Linked DNA regions of Mus musculus: regions 1, 2, 3, 4, 6 and 7 are each linked to region 5. Evidence: chromatin contacts called from public HiCAR-type and promoter capture Hi-C data. All regions are on one chromosome and are shown on one strand. Each heading gives the region's core, a stretch centred on a gene start, on an enhancer-like site or on the middle of the called end of the contact. The rest is flanking DNA. Distances are from core to core; before and after follow the strand shown.

The links. Promoter capture Hi-C pulls out the DNA fragments that hold promoters and counts their contacts. HiCAR-type assays count read pairs that join an accessible place to other places.
Region 1: a promoter capture Hi-C map of pre-B cells shows a contact between it and region 5, with 4 times the contacts expected there. The contact joins the promoter of Zfp61 here to the promoter of Egln2 in region 5. A contact is called at or near these places in 3 of 39 promoter capture datasets (cranial neural crest, hippocampal neurons and pre-B cells) and 1 of 115 datasets of contacts at active chromatin or transcription factors (astrocytes).
Region 2: a promoter capture Hi-C map of cranial neural crest shows a contact between it and region 5. The contact joins the promoter of Cadm4 here to the promoter of Egln2 in region 5. A contact is called at or near these places in 4 of 39 promoter capture datasets (cranial neural crest, hippocampal neurons, maxillary cranial neural crest and 1 more) and 1 of 115 datasets of contacts at active chromatin or transcription factors (astrocytes).
Region 3: a promoter capture Hi-C map of pre-B cells shows a contact between it and region 5, with 4 times the contacts expected there. The contact joins the promoter of Zfp27 here to the promoter of Egln2 in region 5. A contact is called at or near these places in 2 of 39 promoter capture datasets (cranial neural crest and pre-B cells) and 1 of 9 other capture datasets (adipose tissue).
Region 4: a promoter capture Hi-C map of hippocampal neurons shows a contact between it and region 5, with 2.8 times the contacts expected there. The contact joins the promoter of Zfp428 here to the promoter of Egln2 in region 5. A contact is called at or near these places in 4 of 39 promoter capture datasets (cranial neural crest, frontonasal cranial neural crest, hippocampal neurons and 1 more).
Region 6: a contact with region 5 is called in a HiCAR-type map of astrocytes, with 3 times the contacts expected there. The contact joins the promoter of Zfp114 here to the promoter of Egln2 in region 5. A contact is called at or near these places in 1 of 39 promoter capture datasets (cranial neural crest) and 1 of 115 datasets of contacts at active chromatin or transcription factors (astrocytes).
Region 7: a contact with region 5 is called in a promoter capture Hi-C map of hippocampal neurons, with 6 times the contacts expected there. The contact joins the promoter of Zfp93 here to the promoter of Egln2 in region 5. A contact is called at or near these places in 4 of 39 promoter capture datasets (cranial neural crest, hippocampal neurons, maxillary cranial neural crest and 1 more).

What each region holds. Positions count from the first base shown.
Region 1 is chr7:24,298,124-24,301,357 of GRCm38.p6, reverse strand. It overlaps Zfp61 (zinc finger protein 61), which reads left to right and starts at 1,809. Exons shown (of 7, transcript NM_009561.2): 1 at 1,809-2,165; 2 at 2,983-3,084.
Region 2 is chr7:24,479,955-24,483,494 of GRCm38.p6, reverse strand. It overlaps Cadm4 (cell adhesion molecule 4), which reads right to left and starts at 1,472. Exons shown (of 9, transcript NM_153112.3): 1 at 1,333-1,472. The coding sequence starts at 1,396.
Region 3 is chr7:29,904,189-29,907,710 of GRCm38.p6, reverse strand. It overlaps Zfp27 (zinc finger protein 27), which reads left to right and starts at 1,607. Exons shown (of 5, transcript NM_001037707.1): 1 at 1,607-1,657. It overlaps Mir7668 (microRNA 7668), which reads right to left and starts at 1,202; the gene lies at 1,144-1,202.
Region 4 is chr7:24,505,752-24,509,360 of GRCm38.p6, reverse strand. Zfp428 (zinc finger protein 428) reads right to left here and starts at 2,274. Exons shown (of 3, transcript NM_146183.2): 1 at 1,925-2,274.
Region 5 is chr7:27,165,165-27,168,580 of GRCm38.p6, reverse strand. It overlaps Egln2 (egl-9 family hypoxia-inducible factor 2), which reads left to right and starts at 1,779. Exons shown (of 6, transcript NM_053208.4): 1 at 1,779-1,897; 2 at 2,853-3,416. The coding sequence starts at 3,083. Rab4b (RAB4B, member RAS oncogene family) reads left to right here. Exons shown (of 8, transcript NM_029391.2): 8 at 1-148.
Region 6 is chr7:24,173,269-24,176,707 of GRCm38.p6, reverse strand. It overlaps Zfp114 (zinc finger protein 114), which reads right to left and starts at 1,686. Exons shown (of 4, transcript NM_001029933.3): 1 at 1,559-1,686; 2 at 542-599. The coding sequence starts at 556.
Region 7 is chr7:24,268,563-24,272,164 of GRCm38.p6, reverse strand. It overlaps Zfp93 (zinc finger protein 93), which reads right to left and starts at 1,747. Exons shown (of 4, transcript NM_009567.4): 1 at 1,484-1,747; 2 at 495-552. The coding sequence starts at 509.

The sequences.
Region 1 (3,234 bases), core at 560-3,059, 2.9 Mb after region 5:
AAGCAAGAAAAAGGAATTGCATATTTAAAATAATCAATCTATTTTTATGCCAAAAGTGGTTTCTGAGTCAGCTATGGGCCACAGTAACTATCTCCAACTTGAGTCTAAAGTCAGTGAAATAAACACGGAGCTCAGTTGATTGAAAAGAAAATGATGAGAAACAAGCTAATGAAATAAAGGCAAGCTCTCACTGTATAGGCAACAGCTTCCATCATTTCTTGTAAAGAAGCAGGGACTGAGAAACTTCAGGAGACCAAGGAGAACAAAGCCAGTTTTGGCGGAGAAGGGGCCGGGGGCGGGGCCGGGGCGGAGCTAGTAGAAGCGAAGGGGCGGGGTAGAGGAGAAGGCAGTAGGGACAGAAGGAACTCTGAGACAGCTGAGCCAGGAGAAGCTGAGCTGAGTAGACAGGCAGAGCCGATGTTATAGCTTGGAGCGGTTAGAATGGGGAAAGCCGGAGAAGGACTGTTTACGCTGTTGGAAAACTGAGGGAGGAGTGGCCGGGAGAAATGTTTGAAGGGGCCTGGGCTGGAAACTGGAAGGAGGGAGTTAAGAGAATGGGTTATGCTGTGAAACAGCCAGCCATTTACATCTAGAATTACTACTACGTTGATCAATGGTAATATATTTAACTTTTCTAAGAGCAACTTTAAAAAATACACAGCTGTCCGCTTTGTATTCTTGCCATCAACATGCGATAGTTCAGTTCTCACATGTTATCATTTTCCCCCCACAAGGTAATTTGCCTATATCCATTTCTTTAAAAAAAATTCTAAAGATAAACATGTCCATGTTTGCTACTCTTATTTCTATTGAAATTGCTGAACCATGTTTGAATCTTCACTCCTTTTAAAAAGTTGGCTCTTGTGCTGGGGTTTATGAGTTTTCAAGGGCTGGCAAGGTGGCTCAGCAGGTAAACACTCCTGTTGCCCAGCCTGACAACCTGAGTTGGGTCCCCTGCACCCACATAGTGACTGCAAGGAGATTTACTCCTGTACGCTGTCCTATGACTTCCTCATTTGCGCTGTAACTGTGAGACCCCGAGCGTTCCCCCAAGCCCGTTTTCCCCGATCTCTGGGGATACAGCCAGAAAGAAGCTCTTTGTTCTCTATAGCCAGCAAAAAGCTTTTTTTTTTTTTTTTTTTTTTTTTTTCTGTGCCTTACAACCAGAGATGCGATAATTGTAGGAAGACCTAGCCAGGCCCTTGCTTGGCTCCCTGTGCCAAGGACACGGAGATAGACACAGGAGAGGAGCTATAGCTCACTCCCCCACCTCGCCAGAGAAGAACTGTTGCCAACTCTCCTCCCAACTCCTCCCAATTCCTCACTTTTCCTTTAAAAGACCCCCCCCCTACTGTTACCTCTGGGGGCCGAACTCCCCTGCCCTGCGCGGTCCTCAGCTAGCTGACAATAAAGCCTCTTGTGGTTTTGCATCAGGTGTGGTTTTATTGGGGTGCCAGCTCATCCCGGGACTTGAGCGGAGGTCTCCCCAGTTTCGGGGGTCTCACATAACATGCACGCACGCTCCCCACGCATGCATGAACACACCAATAAATGATTTATTTTATTTATTTATTTATTTTAGTATTTTGGAAAGTTTATTTATTCACTCACTTATTTATTTATTTATTTATTTATTTATGGATGTTTTCTCTGCATGTTTTGTCTGTGTACCTTGTACATGCAGTGCTCGAGGACGCCACGAGAGAGCGACGGGTCCTCCGGAGCTGGAGCAACTACGGTTTTGAGCTCCGCAGTTAGTAGCGCTCTCCGCACCACGTCATCTCTCCAGCGCCAAAGCCTATACGTCCTAAGGCAGACATCCTCCAATGTAAAGACGTTGCTGTCCAAGACTTTCTTAGGGAGTATGGGAAATGAAAAACAACAGGGAAATCCAATACGGGAGGATGGTGCTCCTCCCCTAGCTTCGGGACCGGCCACCCGCGCCTCTGCATCCTCACTTCCGTTACCACTGAGGGAGCCGAGCGTCACGCACGGTTTCTCCACGCGGAATTCTGGGAACTCGTCGGCTTCAGGCTAGCCTGTAGCCATCTGTCCCCCTGGATTTGAGTTATTTTAGCCAGGAACCTCCAGAATGACCCGCTAGATGCTTCTGAGATCGACAGCAATTGCGTCTCGGGTGAAAAGGAAGGAGCGAGGTTTGAAAGGTAAGGAGCAGCGGCGAGCTCCGGAGGGAGCGTCCTGGTGCCTGCAGGCCCTCGGCGCGAGCGGCTTCTGCAGTGCCCCCGCCCCGCCCCGTCCCCGCAGCCCCCTCTCCCTGCCTGCAGCCCTCTCTCTCCCATTCCGCAGCTCCCCTCCCCTCCTGCCCGCAGCCCTCTCCTGCCTTCAATCTCCTTCTCTGGTCCTGCAGCCCTTTCTTGCAACCCACTCTCCCTGCCCTCAGACCCCCTCTTCCGGCCCGCAGCAGCCCTCCCGCCTGCAGCAGCCCTCCCCTTCTGCAGTTTCCCTCTCCCCTCGTTACCCCCCTCCCTCCCTGCAGCCCTCTTTTCCTCTCTGAAGCCCCCTCTCCCTTCCTGTAGTCCCCCTCACTCCTGCAGCCACCTCCCTCCTGCAGCCCCCCTCTCCGCCTGCGGCCACCGCTCCCCTTCTGCAGCTCCCTCCCTGCTCCCGCGGCGCCCACCTTCTCCACCCCCTAGTCGGCTCTGCTTCTGCCCCTGCCGCACTAGCAGATCTCTCTGTGCATATCTTGGGTGTTCTGCAAAAGACAGACATTAGACCTTCCTAGTAGCATACTTGGAGAGAAAAAAAAAAAAAAAAGGATGGTGAAACACTCAAAACTGCCTGGCATGCAGGTCTCATGGAGAGACCATAGTAATACTTCATCCAGTTCTTGGCCGTCACAGTTGTGACCCATCTATGACCTTTAGAGGAAGGAGCTGGCTGCTTGCAGCAGGTACTGGGGCAGGAACTGTGAGATGTAATGTAGGGAATTTTATAATTTTACAATTTTTGGTTTCCCTGCAGCCCTGACTTCCCAAAAAGCAGTGCTGGAAGCCATAAGTGACTAAGATTGGCTGACGCTGGAGGATGTGTGGGTCGTACACCTGGGATTAACTTTTATTAGAGGTGAGTCTATACAGAGTGTTGTGCCCAGATGGCAGAAACCCCGAAGAGACCACCAGGCACCACAACTCGGAAGCAAGCACACGAACATCCTTGTCCTACTTTGAACTTGGGCCACAGACCTTCCCGATGGGACAGGAAGGAGAGTGACCC
Region 2 (3,540 bases), core at 223-2,722, 2.7 Mb after region 5:
GGATCCGGTTCAACACTCTCACTGGATAGAACTGGAGCCAGGAAAGAGGGCTGGGCCACCTGGTCCCAATTCTCAACTCCCTATAGGAGACCTCAGCCCTGCCTTTGCTCACCAGCAGCCTCCCCATGATGGATTCCTGGGCAAAGTAACTTGACCCACCGCAGGGGAGTGTCCCATGGTGGATATAAGAAACACAGGGTTCTAAGTGTGAGCATTCAGGTGACATTTCCTGACCTTGTCCCCAGCCTCAGGGTCACCGTGTCTTGGGTGGGGGCTGGGGGGTCCTCCAGATTCCCATAGTGAGTGAGAAAGACATGTGGATGTCCTGGAGGGGGCTCTTCTGTGAAGTGTGGCTTGGATGTGTGAACGGGTGGGAGGGTTTGGGGGAGACATTTGTGGAATCCACGTGTGTGCTCACATGCCAATGTTCCCTATATGCCACTTCACACATCTATACTGTCACTGCCCTGCCTGACACCACTCTTCTCCAGGAGCGAGGAGGGATACAGAGATGGGAAAAGGAGGATGGAGGATGCATGGAGAGAGGAAGCAGATTTGGGGGAGAGGGAGACAGTGGGGTAGAGAGGAGAAAGGAGGCAGCTAGGCAACAGAGGCTGCTAGAGAAATGGGAGAATGATAGGGGACAGAGAAGGGAAGAGATACAGGATGTCAAGGAGACGGGGAGAGAGATGGTGAATGGGGACATAGAGGGACGACAGCAGCACAGGAGGCGGCAGAGTGAATAGAGGATGGGGGGCAGGCAGAGTGACCCAGGAAAAAGGGACAGAGGTGGGGGACAAAGGCGGCGTGGAGAAACGGGAAGGGGGAAACAAGGAGAAAGGAGGACAGAGGGAAGGAAGGACAGGACTTGAAGACTGAGGGACAGAGGACAAGGGCTGGGGGAAAATGAGAGAGAGAGAGAGAGAGAGAGAGAGAGAGAGAGATCTAAAGACTAGGACCGAAGGACAGTGGGACCGGCCTGGAGAAGGAGGGCTTGGGGACATAGGGGGAGGGAGGGTCTCGGGCCCTTTGTCCCCGCGGGATCGGGGCCTGTGCGGGGTGGGGGGGCTGCGGCACGGCGGCCGGGGCCCGCGTCCCCCCTCCCCTGCCCGCGGCTCTGGGCTCCTGGCCCGCGCTGCGCTTTGTCCCGGGGACGAGGGTCTCCCGCAGCCCCCCCCCCCCACGCAGCGCATTGTTCCGGCCTCTGCAGGCCCCCAGGCGACCCAGCTGTCACAGCGACGAGACCCCCTCCCCAACCCGACCGCAATACGCACACCTCCCTCGTCACCCCGATCCAGCCCACCGACCCGGCCCCCACCTCCGTCACCCTACCTGGCCCCGCCGCGGCCGCCCACAGCAGCAGCAGCGGCCACTGGAAGCGCCGGGCCCGGCCCATGGTGCCGCCGCCGCCGCCGCCACCGCCGCCGCCACCGCCGCCGCCGCTCGCTCCCGGCCCGGCACCTGCACCTCCCGCGCCGTCGACCCCGCCCCCGAGTCCAGTCCCGCCCTCTGCTCCGCCCACTGCGCGCCTTGGTGGGCGTGGCGTCAGCTAAGGGGCGGGGACCGGACGGGGACAGAGGGGCCCAGACAATGCGGGGAGAGGGAGGACGGGAGCGCGGAAGGGCGCGCACGGGGGTGGGAGAGCAGGACAGCATGCGGACCCGGGCGCGAGGGCAGGGCGTGAGCGTGACGGCGTCGTGGGAGCCAGTGGGGGAGGACTTGGGAGAGCGGAAGGTCGTGAGGGTCGTGTGAAGGTGCAAAGGTGTGCGTGCGTGTGCGCGCAGGCGTAGCCTGGACTAGCGGAGCTCCCTAGAGGACGCTGCACGGGAGACACGGGGAAGATGCGCAGGAGATGCACCGGAGTGTGCGCGGAAGATGCACGAGAGATGCGTGGGAGAGGCGCGGGAGATGCACGGGGGAATGTATAGAAGACACACGGGAGATGCGGGGAAGATGCACGGGGGTTGTGCAGAAGCTGCTTGGGAAACCCATAGGGGGTGCGTGGGAGATGCTTGGGAGATGCGCGAGAGGGCGATGCTCGGAAGCGCGCGAAGGTGCGGGGTGCTGGCGTGTGCTGTGAGTGTGAGCTTTGGGGGAGAGGAGTGTGATGATGCCACAGTGAATGTGGGCAGGGAAAGACTGAGAGGCTGGGCAGCAGCGGGTGGCTGAGCAGGTATGGACTTCTTTGGGCAGGGCATAGAATAGTGTCCGCTCCCTCCCTCTAGTCCTGACCATGACTCGCCAAGTTTCAGTCTTCTTTCCCTGGGAGGGGCCTCCAGAAAGCTAACCAGACTGGAAGGAAGTCTTAACCCTAGGCCCTGGGGAGAGCGAAGCCCCTGCCTGGGGCAATCTTCCAGGTATGGCATCCAGACGCTGTACTCTTTCCCACACTGTCCAGTCAAGTCTGTCTGTGTGACTCTGCCTTTCAGGTTCTGTTCCTCATCCTGGGGGGCTGACTCATCCCTCCAAACTTTGCTCTCTTTTTTCTTCTTGGGTGTGGGTTCCCCTGAACCCACCCCTGTGGCCACCTGAAGGCCTGGAGCAGGCTTATGACTCATAGGACCAAGAAGAGGAAGAAAGTGAGGTGCTGGTGGCCTCTGCCTCTCACAGGACTCAGGGACAGCAGGTAAACTGGGTCAACATATGCCCATTCTGAAAAGCTCGGCTTTTTATTTTCTCTCCATCACTTCTAAACTGTTGTATATCCAGGTCAACCAAGGGTCATCATCACATGACACACTTCCTGTCCAGTGCCTAGCTCCCAGCATCCTCTCTGTCTTTAGTCCCAAATTCATCAACTCTTATGTCAGGACCAAAACTCCTAGCATCTTGTTTCAAGGACCAAGGCTCCCAGCAGCCTCTCTGTTCTCTACCGTAGCTCCATATCCACCCACAGCTGTGAGCAGCTGCATTTCTTCCCAATTCTCGGCTCACCACGTAGATTAGGGGACGGAGTACAAAGCCGCTCATCTCTGTGATGCGAGCGAGGTGAGAGACTGTTTCGGGAATACTTGTTCAGGGTCTATTAACCGGTTTTTTGTTGCCAGTAACTTGGTGACAGAGATTGGATGAGTTCTGAAGGAAGCTTTACTTTGGCAAGCTCTCGGGAACTGCATCTGCCGAGGGCCTTTTTGTTGAGAGTCCTCAGGGTGTCACGTGGCGGGAGACAGAAAGCACACGTGTGTCTCCTGGTCTCTGCTCACCCAGCTGCCAGTGTTCAATCATGAGGGATCCACCCGGATGACTTCACTGATGCAGCCCCAGAGGCCCCACCTCTGAGCATCTAAGCATCGTAGTTGGATTAAGTGTCCATCCTTTTAGTGGCTTACAAAGGGATTAATGTTCGTGTGTGTGTGTGTGTGTGTGTGTGTGTGTGTGTGTGTGTATCTTTCTGTGTTTGTGTCTTTCTGTGTGTGTGCATGTCTGTGTGTTTCTTTGTGGATGTGTGTGTTTGTGTCTTTCTAGGTGTGTATATCTGTAGGCTAAGGTGCGAATGTGTGTGTGTGTGCCTGTGTGTGTATGTATGCGTTTCTGTGTGAA
Region 3 (3,522 bases), core at 358-2,857, 2.7 Mb before region 5:
TCATTTCTATATAAATATTTCCTTTCTTAGCTGCACAATATTCTATTTTATGAGTTATGTGTATGAGTTTGTATATCTAGTCACACGTTTGTGGTTGTTACAGTAATCTCTAAATTAGTTGATTTTAATAAAGGAAATAGAAGCGTTTGTTTACAATTCTTCTCGCTCTCTCTCTGTCTTTTGAGACAGAGTGTAGCCCTTGGCTGTCCTGGAACTCACTCTGTGGACCAGGCTGGCCTCGAACTCAGAAATCTCTGCCTGCCTCTACCTCCCTAGTGCTGGGATTAAAGGAGTGTGCCACCATCGCTGGCTTGTTTTTCCTGTATTTGCCTGTAAAGGTCAGAAAGGGATGTTACATCACCTAGGGTTACAGACAGATTTGTGAGCTGGGAACAGAACTCCGGTCCTAGGCAGAGCAGTATAAGCAAGCATTGTTTGTTTGTTTGGTTTGGTTTTTTGAGACAGGGTTTCTCTTTATAGCCCTGGGTGTCCTAGAACTCACTTTGTAGACCAGGCTGGCCTCGAACTCAGAAATCCACCTGTCTCTGCCTCCCGAGTGTTGGGATTAAAGGCGTGCACCAGCACGCCCGGCCCTATTTCAGCTTGTAATGTCAGTCTTTTGAGCTTAATTAGATATTTAGAGGGTGAGCCATGGTATTAAATTAAGGCTTCATTTACACACTAAGGAGATTGCTATCCATTAATTATATTTTAATTTTACGTGCTTTTAATCACATGTTGGTGCCATCACGCCTAGCATTAAACTATTCTTTTTCTTACAGCTGCCTACTAGTTTACTTGAGGTGGTTAGAGTGGAGAATAACGGAAACGGATGGGCTTCACCCATGCATTCTTCTCTGTCCTTCCGACACCCTGACGTGAAGGGAGCTTCACGGCGGTATCTTCCAAGGGATTTATCCCAGATTCTACTTTATCTCCCAATGTGGTTTGTCTTGTTAAAGATTTTGACACTCTTCCAGTTGCTTCTGATACTGGTCTGATGCTCTTGGAGTTGCTGGTTTTTTTCTACCTTTTTCATGAATGGTTTTTTTTTTTTTTTTTACAAAGTGGATTGTACCACTTTGATTTGTCCCCTCATTTCCACATGGTTTCTCCCACAAGCCCTCTCAATTTTTTTTTTTTCTCCTCTGAATCCCCTGCACCGCATGGTTTCTTCCACAGAGAGCAGGTTATTCAGAGTGGCAACTAGGTTTCTCAGTGTTACAGAACTCATGACCCCGTGTCCAGAAGAACCTCCTCTTATCGGATGATGCTCGGACGTGGGCCACAGTGCTTGGGTCTACGTTCTTTATCTCATTCCGTGTAATCTGGCTGGATAGCTATTCCTCTGCTGTACGGAATGCGTAAATTTGAAAGATGGCGGCCTACGCGGCATCTCTGGGCACGACTATGTTAATCGATCCTCCTAAGGAATTGTGTACAAAGGATCTTGAAGCTATGTAAGCACGCTGTGGGTTATTGGAGTCCTCTGGCATCGGAGGTAATGCTGAGCATGCGCAGTACTAATAGCCCAGGGCCTTTTTTTTTTTAAGACCGGAAGTGACCTTGGTGCTTGAAGGTGGTTCCCTCCCCCTCCCCCTCCCCCGTGCTGCTTCCATTGAGTCTTAAGGGCAAGAAGTCATCCGAGATGATTCCGGTTGGTTTCAACTAGAATTCTGTGGAGTCAGTAGTGTGTGCCTATGTTGGGAGTTAGTGACCGGGTGCTGTCTGCTGTGTTGATGGTTGTCAGTGGCAAGGATTTCTCCGATCAATAACGGAACTCTGAGTTTTGGAGGAGGGAGGTCGGCCGGGTGATGTGTGATTGTGATGACAAGTGAGTGATGTTAGGGAATGTGATGAGTGGCTGAGGGTCTCGTGGGGTTTTTGATAAGTTTGCTTTCTAACCCCAAAGTTTAGCTTATTAATTTTTAGCCTTGGTTAATGTAATACTTTACATTCTTATGTATTTATATGTAGATTTTTTATTGTCTTTTAAATATAAATGGCTTTCTTTTTTAATTCGTTTTCTGTGATCCAGGAGTCATTTGGAAATGCATTTTCTGTTTCAGATAATATCTCTGGGTAGTGGTCTAGCTGAAAAATGTTTTATGGTCGATACCATAATCACTTTTCATAAATGCCACATTGCATAAAAATAATCGTTCCTCAATTGTGTTGTGTGTGTATGCTTATGTATATACATATATCGCAATATGTTGTGATATATATTAATATATTTAATCCCAGCACTTGGGAGGCAGAGGCAGGCAGATTTCTGAGTTCGAGGCCAACCTGGTCTACAGAGTGAGTTCCAGGCAGCCAGGGCTACATAGAGAAACCCTGCCTCGAAAAGCAAAAAAAAAAACAAACAAACAAACAAACAAAAAAACCACACACACACACACACACACACATATATGTATGTATGGATATATATATATATATATATATATATATATATATACACACACACATATACATACACAAATACACATATATATTGTGTGACCATCATATGACCTTACAGTTTTGCCTTTGTTTTGTTTTGTTTTTTGGAGCCCTGGCTGTCCTGGAACTCACTCTGTAGACCAGGTTGGTCTCAAACTCACAGAGATCCACCCTCCTATACCTCCAGATTTCTGGGATTAAAGGCCTGTATCACCACACCAGCAGACATTACAGATTTGGTTTTTAAATTTATTTATTTTATGTATATGAGTACACTGTAGCTGTCTTCAGACACACCAGAAGAGGGTATCAGATCCCATTACAGATGGCTGTGAGCCACCATGTGGTTGCTGGGAATTGAACTCAGAACCTCTGGAAGAACAGTCAGTGCTCTTAACTGCTGAGCCATATCTCCAGCCCCCTTAGAGATTTTTTTTTTTTTTTTTTTTGTCTGCTTAGTTGTGGAGGGATATTGCTCACAATGGAAATGTAATTTGTCCATCTCTCTTTGGTCCATTTCTGGTTTATATGTTTGAAGTTATATTGTTATCAACACTTATGTGTATTTTTACAAAATATATTTATTTTTTGAAGAGTCTATATGTATACAATGTATTTTGGTCTCACCAACCCTTACTACATCCCTCCAGTTATTTTTAATAATAGGTATGACTAAGTAGTTCAAGGAATATTGTAGCAATTAGAGTGTCCACCATAAGTTTGTAAAAGAGTTTAGTTTCACAAATATCTTTCCATTTTGCAAGTTTTCTTTCTTTTGTCCGGTTCTTACCCCTTGGCTTTTTAAAAGCATTGCTATGTTTCTTATATGGTAGTAGGCGCTTTACCCTCTAACATGTCTCCCCGGACCCAGATTTTCTTAAATTTTCTATTCTCTCAGCACTGTTTCTTGAGGCTAGTCCCTGGTACAACAATTTCAGCATAATAATGGAGACTAATTAGCATAAATTCTTAGATCTCTAGACTTGCTGGAGCAGAAGTCATGGGAGTGAGGCTGAGAATTTTTAACTATATTTTGACAATACCTCTAGATAATTTGAGTGCATACCTGCTCAA
Region 4 (3,609 bases), core at 1,025-3,524, 2.7 Mb after region 5:
CTTTGGGGGCAGAGGCAGGTGGATTTCTGAGTTTGAGGCCAGCCTGGTCTACAGAGTGAGTTCCAAGACAGCCAGGGCTACACAGAGAAACCCTGTCTTAAAAAACAAACAAACAAACAAAACAAACAAACAAACAAACAAAACAAAAAGAAAGGAAGGAAGGAAGGAAGGAAGGAAGGAAGGAAGGAAGGAAGAGATCTCATAGACTCTACTCCTTTGCTCAACTCTCCAGGCTTCTGGTGGGGTTGGGGGCAGGGCCACATAAAGGCCTTTTATAGCCAGAGAAGGGCAGTCCTAGTTCATTCTCCTCCATTTCCCATCTGGAATTTTCTCCTTCCTCTTTGTGGATCCAGAGTGTTTATTTTCACCCTTGCAAAGCTCACCTATAACCATCCACATTGCTCCTTGGCTCCCATAATTCCTGTTTCTCTCAATGCACACGTTTCTTCCTCCTACTGCATTGTGACAGGACCTTGCAAGACCAGGCAGTGTAGGACTAAAAACAATACGGTTTCCACTCTCCTTTAGACTCTTACTATACAGTCCAGGCTGGCCTTGAACTTGCAATCCTCCAACTTCAGCTTCCCAGGTTCTGGGGACAATAGATATGGACACTAATAATATGGCAAAGCCTGAATTTAGGGCCTGGGGGCACAAACAATGGTAGAAAGCACACTGTTCAAAGCCCAAATGTCAAATTTGCTGTTGGAGGAATGCGGCTGGAGCAAGAGGAGGAGGTGGCATCATTGGATAGGGAATTTACTAAAGACACCTAGATACTGGATCAGGCCTTTGAAGGACCGAGAAATAGTGACTGGCAAGGAAGAGCTCTCATGATTAATCATCAGATGTTGGGCCCCTCTAATTCTGTAGTAATACATTATTTTTGGAAAAACTCGCACCATTCAGCAAAGAAAAACTGAGGACAACTGGTTGTTTCTATTTTAAATATTTAATATATGTGTTCCATGCAACAATACCTAGGATTAGCCATTCCATAAACCCACTCCCCCTTCTTTTTTTGAGATCTGATGCCCTCCCCAAAAGGAAAAAAAAAAAAAAAAAAAAAACAGGTCTAGAATAGCGAATCCTCCTGCCCCAGCAGGAATTATAGGCGCGTGACACCACACTGGGCTTTAACTATTATTCTACTTGACCATCACAGCAAGGATTGTTAGGACTTTTCTTGGGGGTTTACTTGGGGACAGCCATCCCTCTCCAAACCCACATTATATAAAGCTTCTTCCAGAACGTTCCGGATATCAAGTGGAAGCATTAGGACAGGTGGAAGCCAGCTGGGCGTGGTGATGCACCTCTGCGAACTCAGCACTTGGTAAATTATAAATTCTAGGTTGTACTCCGCGATATTGTGGGTCCAAAACCCAGCTACATGAAACCGTATGCCTCAGTTCCCTCAAAAGCAGAGTGGCCAGGACCCCACCCACACATACGCCTCACAGTGCGTGAGTGAACACAATAGATACCTTTCCGCACAACGCTAGGTAGGACTGGGACTCGGACAAACCCCGGTACCAAACAATAAAGATCAGCTCCCACAATGCCCCGTGACAGCGTCCCACGATGCCTCGGGCCTTTAACGACCACCAGGCACCCAAACGCTCCTTGCCCCGGGGCTTCTCACAGAAGGCGTGTGCGACGAAAAAAAAAAAAAAAAAAAAAAAAAAAGTCCCCTCCAGGAGCCCAGGCCCTTCCCAGAATGCCCCAGGCCCAGAACGCCTGGCCCACGGGCTCCCACAATGCCTCGAGGCGAAGCTGTGCTGGGTCCCGAGCCGCGTGCTGGGGAAAGCAAGGGACTCCCGGGCCGGTCACTCGGCCAAGCGGCCGCGGGCTCCCGTCATGCAGCGGGGCTGTATCGCCCGCTTCCCAGCATGCCCCGCGGCCCCCCCCAAGCTCGGACACTCACCGACGCCGGCGGCCCCGGATCAGGCTCGGCGGTGGCGGCTGCACGCCCGGGCACTGCGCCTGCGTTTCGGGAGGCTAGGCGAGCGGGCGAGCGAACGGGCGAACGAGCGAGGGGCGAGCGAGGGGCGCGTGCGCGGTCAGATGGACCATTCCCGGAGGTCGATGGGAAGAGGGGCTCAGAGGATGGCGAAGGCTGTAGAGCTCACGCCGGCGGGGGTGGCGGGCTCTGCCGCTCACGGCCCCGCTAGACTTGGTACAGTCTGCGGCCCGAAGGGTGAAGAAGCTTTAAGAATCGCGCGTGCGTGCGTGCGCGGTAGAGCGAACGCGCCTTATAAATAGTGGATGCCTTGGAATGAGGGGGGAGAGTGGGGGCCTAAATACTCGGCCCGGATCCCCCGGGCTGGAGGCTCGCTCATTTGCATAATCCTAGCGCGGGACAAAGGAAGGCCTCCCGCACTGGAGGATGTGATTTGCATATTCCCGGGAGAGGCTGTTCTTCAGAGCGCAGTGATTAGCATATGGATGGGGAGGGGGGGGGCACCTGGAAAAATAAAGCGCATGCGTGTAGGGGACTGCAGACTTAATCGTGGTGGGCTGGCAACCTTGTCCCGAAACTACCGAAGGTCTGGGACCCCGTTCACGTCCCTGTCACCTAGGATAAATTCCTGGACAGCACGTGGTTTCTGCGTTGCGAGAGATCTGAACCCCCAGTCTAAGGAAAACGAACCACATTTGATTAGACAAATACTTAGAACTGTCAAGACCTGGAAGAGAGAGAGGTAGACGGCAGGAGGCCGTGGATGCCAGAAACGCCTGCCCCAGCTCGAGGTTCTGCAAGGGCTTCCAAGGGCTGATTTTTAAGCCAGGTCTGAACTGGAGCCAAGTAGAATGCCAAAAAGCAGAGGGAATAGCTGATGCAAATTTCCAGAGGCAAAGTAGTGCTTGCATTCTTAGAGGGAGTCAAGGCAGCTTTTCCGTGGAGCACAATTAGAAAGTCTGCTATAGGTGTTTGCTTTTTTATTTCTTTTTTTGTTTTTCTTTCTTTTCTTTCTTTTTTTTTTCTTTTTTGAGGCAGAGTCTCATGTAGCTCAGGCTAGCCTCCAACACCTGGGTCGAAGAAAATGACCTTGAACGCTACCTCTTGAATGTTGAGATTACAGGCATATGGCAGCCAGCCCAGCTCCTGTGGGTAATTTTAAAGGGCCATAACTTCATGCTGACTATTTGTAGCCATCCCTACAGCCCTCTCCTTCCCGAATGCTTTTATCACTAGCAATTTAAAACTCTAGAGTCCCATTACACCACAGAAAAGGAATAGTTGTGTTTTGCTTTGTTTCTGAGAGTCTCCTTGTGTATTCTGGAACTCACTCTAGCTCCGGGTGGTTTTCGTCAACTCCCTGCAGTTCTCCTGCCTCAGCTTCCCAAAGGCTGGGGTGGCAGGTATGCACCTCCCACACCTGGTCTCCCAGTCAAACTTGTGTCCCTGACGCCTCTTCTGGACCCACCCACCGTTTTATCTGGTCCATATCCCCAGCACTTCAAACACAGTAATCCCTTTGCTGTCTCAGGCTTTGATCTTGCCTTTCGATTCATCGGGAAAACCCTTTGTCCCTGCTGCTCCGAGCTCACTCTCTCCTGGTATTGATGCCAATCCGAAGGGCCTTCCTTGATGATACAGCTCCTGCA
Region 5 (3,416 bases), core at 530-3,029:
AGCCCCAAACCCTACCTGAAGAACTCCCAAAGCTTGAGACCAGGGCCGTTTGGCCCCAACTTCCTGCCTGGCCCCGCTGTTGCAAGTCTGTTATTTATTACCTGGAGGCCTGTTCCATCCTGTCCTGGTCCTCCATAAAGCATTGTTTACACCTGTGTTTCGGCCTCTGTCATTCTGAGATGAGGAAACCGAAGTGGTCTCTAATGGAAGCTATGAATAGGCCTCTGCATGAGGAGCCCCTGTTTGTGGGTGGTGGGACTTGGTTTGTGGGACAAGTTGGGGTAGGTACATCCTGGCTCACGTACTCATTGAGGACAGAGTTCGTCATTGTATACATGTCCTTGCTTTTTCCTACACACAGCCCCCCTTTTTGACACAGGGCCTTGTTATAGCCTAGACTAACCTGGAATTTGAGGTCTCCCTGCCTCAGCCTCCCATGAGCTGGGATTACAATGTACCCATCCCAGGTTGTGTACATGCTTCATGGTAGTGGCAGTACACGATCCATCAAAGGTGGTGTGTGCAGCGATGACATCCCTGTGTGTGACATGTATGGGGCAGTATGACACTGTGGCATGTGAGTAGTCTCTGGCCTGGTGACTGTGTTGGTGAGGCTGCTGTTGTGTGCAACATCAAGACCGAGGACTTGGGAATCTAAGGGGGGGTCTTGAGTCTGTGCCTGGTTTGACTTAGTGTACACCACCTCATGTCTGCAAACTAGGACGGTGGCTCACTGTGTTCCTAAAAACACGTGCTCCTGAGGTTTGTGTGTGCACTGATGGAGATTTGTTTCTTTGTGTGTGTCTGTGTGCCTGCGAACACGAACATTCTTCGCCATGTGCCACTGTGGTTCTTGTGCAACCCGGACTCCTGGTCATACTTAATGTACCCTGATGTCTTTATAGCCATAGCCTTCTGGAGACAGGTGCAGCCCCCCTCAGGACAGCTTCAGCTGCTCTCACAAAATGTCAGCAAGTATCCAAGCCCACTTATTGCCCATTTGTTAGGCCCTGGAGTTGGTGGAAAGGGTCGGGCATTCAAATAACCCTATCCACACAGCCCTCCCCGGAATGGTGGTATAAATATTAAGAGTAGCTTAGTGGTAGAGCGCTTGCATCGCACATGTGAAGCTCTGGATTCAGTCTCCAGCACTACAGAAACAAAAAATCCGCTTGGGCTACAGAGGAGCTGGGTTTTGCAAATGTCTTCTTTGTGAGTCTGTCCCAGGTTGCTTTAATCTGACTCCCACAGTTGCCCTGAGGGAGCAGCGAGGAGCGGGTCATGCAAATAGTACACATTTGCTCATTTGTTCTACCCGGTTTCGCTTCTCTAAGGACGTCCCGTACTCACCGTTATTTTTTTTTAAGTGCTTATGTAAATTACTGACGTAGGAATTTACATACACTTTCCAACTAACTGCGCAGTCATTTCTCAATATACTCTTGGGCTGTGTGCAGGAGCGGCCCATGTAAATGAGACATTTGCATAGCAAATGCCAAGAACCCAGCTGACAAGTTCACTGACACTTTTGGCTCCGAGGGGTGGGCCTTTCTGTGTGAAACTGCTCTTTTGTACCCCTCTCCAAGGGGCCGTCTTGAGAACTCACAGAACGCCTTTTACTGAACCTGCGTGTCTGCTTTCGCGTGGAAGGGGAGGAGCACATAATGCAAATAAGCCTCGCGTCCCGGACCAGCTCACTTCTTGGGCAGTGCGTTCTAAGCCTCCTGTCAACGTGCGGTTCGCGCACGCGCAGTCTCCTCGGCCGGGCCGCTGTCACGTGCCCAGCGGGCGAGGCGGGGGCGGGGCGTCGCGGGCGGTGGGGGGCGGGGTATGGCGCGCTGCGAAGCGCAGGGCGGCTGGCACAAACGGCGGCGCCGAGGCCGGAGGAAAAAGCTCGGTGAGGAGGTCGCGCGAAGGGAAAGACCCGGGGAGGAGAAGGAGTCTGAGGCCCGGTGGCCGGGCGCGGGCGACGGGGCTGGAGGCGGGAGCGCGCGCGGGCGGCAGCGACCCCACGCTAGGGCGTTGGGGGTGGGGAAGGAAGCGCGCGCCCGGCGCGGTGGGGCGGACCATTGGGGGCCACGGGAGCGCGCAATAACCACCAAGGGGAGGGGCCGGGCCGAGGCGGCCCCGCCTCAGTCACCCGGGGCGTCCCGCGGCCCCTGGGTCCTGGCGGAGGGGGTTGGGAGGAAGGCAGTCGGGTCGGACTCTGCTCTCGGGCTCCCTTCCGTCAGTCCGTCCGTCTGGCAGGACCTCCCTTCCGGCTGGGTGTGTGTCGGGCCCCAGTAGGCTTCCTCCCGTAGGGCACAGGTCGACCCCACCGGCCCTCCCGCTCCCCTGCCGTCTTGTTTTTCTCCCTGTTCTCTTTGTCCCTGGACTCCCGGTTTTCCCCGCCTGCCCTGGCTCGTAATCTTCCACCCAGGCGATTAGGTTCCCGCGAATGTTGCGCGGTGGCATTGCCCGTTGGTTCCCCACAACCCTGACTTTACCCTAGATTCCACACTCCCGTTTTCTGTGTCTCCTCCCTCCTCATCTCTCTGAGTCTCTATAGAAACCTCAGGCAGGTACCTTGTATTTTCCACTTGCATCGTCGCTTTTCGTCCACAGATATCTGTCTCCCTATCACCTTCCTCTCTGGGCCGTCATGCAACGTTCTCTGCACTTTCTCTCTATTACTCTTTATGCCAGACATTCCCTCTCAAATTCCCAAGTTATATGCCCCATGTTGTCTCCCTGTGTGCGTGTGTGTTTGTTGTGGCCCAGTCTGTCATCTACTTCCTGCTGGTACCATCCCCACCCCTTCCCACCTGCTCGTCTCTTGACTTCTTTTAAGTTCTTCCTTTTCTCTTTTCCAGCCACCCCCATCAGTCCCTTCTCAAGCTCCTAGAGACAACTGTGGACTTGGGGACCAGCGAGCACCCCCAGAGCACTAGAGGAGCCCCTGCTGCCTGCCCTGCCTCACCCTGCCCCACACGAGGCCCAGCGGCCCCGGGCTGCATCAAGTGGAGGAGGAGGAGGCGGAGGAGGGTGGCACCATGGGCCCGGGCCGTGCCCTCCATGCCCGGGGGATGAAGACACTGCTGCCATGGACAGCCCGTGCCAGCCGCAGGCCCTGAATCAAGCTCTCCCTCAGTTGCCAGGGTCTGTGTCAGAGTCCTTGGAGTCTAGCCGAGCCAGAATGGGGGTGGAGAGTTACCTGCCCTGCCCTCTGCTCCCGGCCTATCACCGTCCAGGAGCATCTGGGGAGGCCTCGGCTGGCAATGGGACCCCCAGAACCACAGCCACTGCTACTACGACCACTGCCAGTCCCCTGCGGGAGGGCTTTGGTGGGCAGGATGGTGGTGAGCTTTGGCCACTGCAGAGTGAAGGTGCTGCTGCGTTGGTCACCAAGGAGTGCCAGCGACTGGCGGCCCAGGGTG
Region 6 (3,439 bases), core at 437-2,936, 3.0 Mb after region 5:
TGTGTAGGTGCCCTGAGAGACCAGAAGAGGGCGCTGGACACCCTGGAATTGGAGTTACAGGCAGTTGTAAGTATCAGGTGTGGGTGCTGGGAACTGAGCCAGTGCCCTTAACTACTGAGCCATCTCTCCAGCCCACTTTTTTGAATTCTTTTTAGTCATCCTTTTACACTTTCCTGTGTGCACTGCACTTTGAGCACATGTTCCCACTGTCCTCTTTTTTTGTTTTTGTTTTTGTTTCGAGACAGGGTTTCTCTGTGCAGTCTTGGCTGTCCTGGAACTCACTTTGTAGACCAGGCTGGCCTCGAACTCAGAAATCCTCCTGCCTCTGCCTCCCAAGTGCTGGGATTAAAGGCGTGTGCCAACATGCCAGGCTCCCACCGTCCTCTCTTATCTCTCCTCCTTCCAGTCCTTTCTTCTCAGCAACTTCCCCTCTTCCTTCATGCAGTTCAGAGAGGCTCAGCTGTAGAGCACTTGCCCAGCATGCAGGGATCCTGTTTCCAATCCCTAGCACTGTGGGCATGGGGGAAGCAACCCGACTTACCTGTAACTTGGTCATTGTTCTCTTCTCTTTGAGACAAGGCAGGGCTCTGGGAAGCAAGCTGGGGGAGGAGGGGCTTCATGAGAACACTGCTAGGACAGTTGGGCCACATGGCTTCCTCAGCTTCTCCATCAGTCCTAAGGGCTGTGTGCGCTGGCCAGGCTTTTCTTTCTAGTTTCTACTCATAGGTAGTGCCATGCCTCACCTTGCTCACAGCTGGGGCTTAGAAAAGGCCACATTCTCTATTTCTGGGTGCTGGGCACTATTGCCTTCACAAATCTGGCTGTGTTAGTGGGCTTCCCAGAAAAACAAATCTTTAAGAAGCTCTGAACTCTGACGAATACTGCGTCATGATTGATCACTGCTCTCGGAAGGGTCTGTTAATGTGACAGCTCTTACACACAATTGTTTCCATACATAGGAATGATAGTCCTCCGCTCTGTCTCTCACACTAAAAGGTTTAAATACTAGTAAATTAAATGCTGTTCATCTGCACGAGCCCCCCACAAAGTCTCTGTTTCCATGTGCATGCAAATAATGAGATATAAAAACCCTCTCTAAGGAAAAGGGAGTTTGTCCCTGGGAAATGGCTCATCAGATAATGGTGACTACAGACGAGGGAGACCACCTGAGTTTCAGTCTCTGAACCCCGCATGGTGGAAGGAGAGACCGGACTCCCACAAGGTATTTCCTGATCTCCTTCATACACAAGCTGTGGCACGTCCCACTAAGGAAATAAGTAAGTAAATTAAAAAATGCAAAAAAAAAATCGCATAAAAACCAGTTGCAAACCACTTAAGGCTTCAGGCCACCTCTCATCACAACTCCTCCCCCATGCTCCCTTGGGATGCTAGATTCTTCCCTCGGACTCCTCCTTCCCCTCCGGAAGCAGGGGAAGTAGGACCAGGTAGCACCGCTTGGGGCTGAGCCCAGCAAGAGGGGACTCAGACACTGCCGCCGCCATCGCCATCGGTGCCCCAGTTCTCCCTGTCCGTGGACTTGTTTCTCCAAGGGACACACCGTTAGCACGAGCACACACGAAGGGCCGCAGGACGCTCCAAGTTTTCACATCTCCAGAAGCACTACCAGCCCGCCTCCGCTTGCAGAAGAGTCTGACCGCCTGGAGTGGGAACTACAATTCCCAGAATGCTTCAGTAGAAGCGCCAAACTATAGTGCCCTTCTGTAATGACATTCCCCAGCTCTCTAAAACCATCAATAAGTTCCAAGCTGTTTTAACTACAGTGGGCCCCCGGAAATCTTTTTTTTTTTTTTTTTTTTTTTTTGGTGGAGCGGGAGAGGAGGAGGAAGGGGGAGCTTGCTCTCCTGGGTTGCTTTTCGATTTATTCATTTCTGAAATGCCACTGTCAGGGCCTGTTGTTTGCCGTTGTTTGTAGACTCAAATAGTATGCAAAAGCAAAGAGTGTTTTATTCAGCAGAAGACCAGCGGGGATCCCTCATTCCAAAAAGGAGAGAACCCAAAGTGTGATTGTAAGCCCAATTTGAAGCACATTAGGGGAGTTCCAGGATAGGTGCGCTTTGTCTTACTTCACCTTTAGGTATTCTAGAACCATTACCAGGGCGTGGAGGGCCCGAAACTATTGCTGAGGAATCCTAGGATAAGTGGGCTTTGTCTTACTCTATCTCCACGGAAATTCCAGAACCATTACTGAGACATGGGGCTGGAAACTGTTGCTGACCCATCGTCCTAGATTCAGGCTATGTGGCTGGGCACCTTCTAGTTTCTGACTAGCTGCCTGACTTGTTTGTTTGTTTGTTTGTTTGTTTGTTTGTTTGTTTTTCTAACTTGCATGGGCTTTCCTGAACTTGCCCAGTTCTTAGGCCTAGTCTCTTGAATACTGATTTGAAACCTATCATGGAGCCATCACGAAAGACAAATATGGATATTTTGTTATTGTTGTTTTGATTCCCCTACCCCCACCCCTCCCCGGAGACACAACATCTCTCTGTATGTAGACTTGACTGTTCTGGAACTCCCCACCCCCTCCCGTAAACAATGGTGGCCTCTAAGGCATAGATCAGCCTGCCTCTGCCTCCCTAGTGTTGGGCTGAAAAGTGTGGGCCATCACACACTGCTATTGATACTTTTGAAAAACAATGAAGTCCCATATTATATTTCTATATAAACGTTAAAACTTCAACTGTGAAGCTATAGGAGCCTGATCTGGCAGCAGAGTTAGAGCCCCTTCATAGATTCCCTCTGTAAGGCATTGGGGAAAGGCTCAGTGGTAGAGCCCTGCCTAAAATCTTCTAGTGAGGGGTTGGGATCATAACTTGATGGTAGAACCCCCTGCCTAGAATCCCCCAGTGAAGGGCTGGGGGTGTAGCTCAGTGGTAGAGCCCCTGTCTAGAATCCCCCAGTGAGGAGCTGGGGGCGTGGCTCAGTGGTAGAGCCCCTGCCTAGAATCCCCCAGTGAGGGACTGGGGGTGTGGCTCAGTGGCAGAGCCTCTGCCTAGAATCCCCCAGTGAGGGGCTAGGGGTATGACCTGGTAGTAGAACATGGACGATCTGGGTCACTATTCTATTGCTGTGAAGAAACACCATGACCAAGGCAACTCTGACAAAAGGAAGCATGTAACTTGGGTCTGGCTTATACTTTCAGAGCTTTAGTCCATTATCCTGTCAGGAGCATAACAGCAGGCTGGCAATGGTGCTGAAGAAGTGGCTGAGACTTATATATTGATCCATACGCAGAAGGCAAGAAAAAGAGACATTAGGCCTAAGACCCTATATCCTCATCCGCCAAATCTTTTAAAAGAGTTCCACTCGCAGGTGCCTAAGCATTTAAATATATGAGCTTATGGAGGCTTTCTCACTCAATCCACAACCTGCCTAGAATCCCCCAGTGAGGGGCTGGGGTCATGGCTTGGTGGTAGAGCCC
Region 7 (3,602 bases), core at 498-2,997, 2.9 Mb after region 5:
CTAATAAATGCGCTGAGTTTCAGGGCTGCTGGGGAGTCTCCATCAGAGCACACAGCTCATTCGATCCCAGCTTGTCTGTACATGTGTCTGTGTGTCTGTCCTTTCTTCATTCCTCCATCATCTGAGTTGGGTCAACCACAGAAGCTGTGCGGAAGCCAGACGCTCCCTGGTTGTTCAGGATATGAATGCTCAGGAAGTCCAATGCAGGAAATGAGAGTGACCAGTTTTCTGTGTGCATGTGTGTACACATGTGTGCATGCATGTGAGTGTACATATGTACACAAGGGTACACATGCATGTACAGGCTACAGCCCAACCTCTGGTGTCCTTCCTCAGGTGCTGTCTAGGGTTTTTGTTTGTTTTGGGAACAGGGTCCTTCCGTGGCCTGGACCTTGTCAAATAGGCTACGGTGGCTGCAGAGCACTTGCCCAGCATGCAGGGGTCCTGTTTCCAATCCCTAGCACTGTGGGGATGGGGGAAGCAACCCGACTTACCTGTAACTTGGTCATTGTTCTCTTCTCTTTGAGACAAGGCAGGGCTCTGGGAAGCAAGCTGGGGGAAGAGGGGCTTCGTGAGAACACTGCTAGGACAGTTGGTCCACATGGCTTCCTCAGCTTCTCCATCAGCCCCAAGGGCTGTGCGCGCTGACCAGGCTTTTCTGCCTACTTCCCACTAATTGGTAGTGTAAGACTCTGGGTTAAAGTTAAGGGGCCACCCATGCCTCACCTCGCTCACCGCAGCGGGTTAGAAAAGGCCACATTTTCTATTTCTGGCAGCTTGTGTGTGTGCATGTGGGGGGTGGGGTGGGGGGTGCTGGGCACTCTTACCTTCACAAGGCTGCCTGTAGTGATGGGTTTTCCAGAAAAACAAATCTTCACTAAGCTCTGAACTCTATGATGCGTGCTGTGTCATGACTGACTACCACTCTCAGAAAGATCTATCAATTGTGACAGCTATCTTACATATTATTGTTTCCATACATGGAAATGATAGAGTCCTCTTTTGTATCTCCCTCTAAAAGACTTAATTACTAGTAAACATTGTTCATTTACAAGAGCCGCCACAAAGTCCAAAGTCTCTTTTCCCACAGGCATGAAAATAATGACCAATTAAAAAACAAAACAAAACAATAACAAAAAACGCTAAACCCTCTCCAAGGAATGGGGAGTTTGAGCCTACAAGATGGCTCAGCGGGTAAAGGAAACTGCCACTGAGTCTAACCTGCTGAGTTTGAGTCTCTGGGTACCATTAAGTTGACTCCCACAAGTTGTCTTTTGACTTCTTTTCTTTCTTTCTTTCTTTCTTTCTTTCTTTCTTTCTTTCTTTCTTTCTTTCTTTCTTTCTCTCTCTCTCTCTCTCTCTTTCTTCTAATTATTAAATACATTTATTTAATAACTTTAACAAAATAAAAATATTGTTTATTTAAATAAATAAATAAATAAATAAATAGGGGTGGAATCACATAAAAAGTAAAGTTGCATACCACTTAAGGATTCAGGACATGGGCCATCTCTCATCATAGCTCCCCTGCCAGGCTCCCCTGGGAAGCTAGCCTCTCCTGGGGCTCTGCAAGGGGCTGAGGTGTGTCAGTGTAGGGCAGCCCCGCCTCAGGCAGAGCCCAGCGAGAGAGGACCTGGATGCCGGGCTTGTTCCTGGGCCGCAGATGCGGTCACTGAGGGGATACATCAGGAGCACAGGCGCAAAGGAAATGCAGAGCGATGGCCCAGGTTTTCACCTCACAGGAAGCACTCACAAACATCCTCCCCTCCCGGGAGCGGAAACGACCTTGACCACTACTGGCGTTGGAACTACAATTCCCAGAATTCCTCAGTGGCTGCACTCTCTGGGGACTATATTCCCCGGAATGGCAAAGCTTCGGTGAACCTTTTTAACTAAGGGGATTCCTTTTGGTAGGTCGCTCTTCTGTGTTGCTTTTCGGTTTATTCATTTCTGAAATTCCATGAAAGTCAACTGTGGATACTTCTTTGTTTTTGTTGTTGTTTTGTTTTTCCGAGGCAGGGTTTCTCTGTGTAGCCCTGGCTGTCCTGGAACTCCCCCAGTAGTCCAGGCTGGCCTCGAACTGACAGATCTGTCTGCCTCTGCCTCCCAAGTGCTGTGATTAAAGGAGAGGGCCAGCAGATCTTGCTGTGGATACATTTTTTTTTAAAATTGAGATCCCATACTGTATTACATTATAAAAGCTAACAGGGAAACTGCACAGCTGCAGTTGCCTAATTAGGCAGCAGAGTCAGAGTTTCTGCATAGAAACCCCCTATGAGGGGTGGGGGACCGGCTCAGTTGTAGAGCACTGCCCAGAATCCCCTAGTGAGGGGCTGTGGGAGTGACCTGGTGGTAGAACATGGGCTATCTGGGCCACTCTTCTGTTGCTGTGAAGGGACATCATGACCAAGGCAACGCTTATAAAAGGAAACATTTAATTAGAGGCTTGCGTACACTTTTAGGGGTTTAGTGCATTATCATGGCAAGAGCATGGCAGCAGCGGGCATGGGAGGGAGAGTTAAATCCTCATCCATACTGGAGAGACAAAGAGACACATGTGCTCTTAAAATCTCTAGCCATGCCCAGTGATATACTTTCACCATCAAGGCCATACCTCCTGTCTTTCAAATCCTTTCAATGAGTTCTACTCCCTGGTGACTAAGCATTTTAACATGAGCCTGTGGGGGGCGTTCTCACTCAAACCACAACCTGCCCAGCATCCTCCAGTGGGGGCTTGATCCTTGACCTTCAGAGCCCTGGAGCTGTCAGAAAGAACTCTTTATCTGAGATACAGCCTGGGGGAGTCCGTGGGAGCAGCATAGGTCTGAACCACAGATGGACCTGGGTCATGAAGGACAGCCCGACCTAGACCTAGAGGGGAAGGAGGAGAAGCAAGTCATTCACAAGTCAAGTTTAGTAAAGACGTTCAAAATATTGGTTACAGTATAAACAAACAAACAACAGCAAAAGCTCTGTCCCCACAGAATGTCAGGGCCCATAATTCCAATTGCACACATTTCAGTTCACTGTACTAGGCTAATAAATATAAGATGCTGACTGAAGGCCCCTTTCAGGAATACTGAGGAACACAAATCAATATGAATGCAGGTTGGAGACGGGTGAGCATTTTCAAATGAGTCTTACTTACAGGGCCCCTCTCCACTTGCACCGGAAATGGCTGAGTCCTGAGCACATGCAGCTCTGCACCTCAGATACAGAGGGGCTTCCTGTGAGAAAGGGACGCGTAGGTCAACGACGGTTCTGCCAGTCACCAACGTTGGTTAAATCCTTTCCTGCAGCCTTTCTCTGTAGACTTGGATGGATGCTGAGATTTCCCTGCCAGTGTCCTGTTGTAGATGGCGCTGGTGCTGTTTGTATTTTGATGCTAATTCTGCTCTCCTGGGAGGGGTTGCGGACAAGGAGTGAGTCATACACTCAGGCTTCTTGTGAATCAATCCCCTAATGAATAAAGGAGTCAATCACTGAGCAAGTAGGGGCGACTTCCAGGATGCACGGAGGAAGAGAGGAAGCAGGAGAGTTTGGTCTTTTTCGACAGGGATAGTGTGAGGACAAGATGTAATTACTAGTGTCTCCTGGTTTCA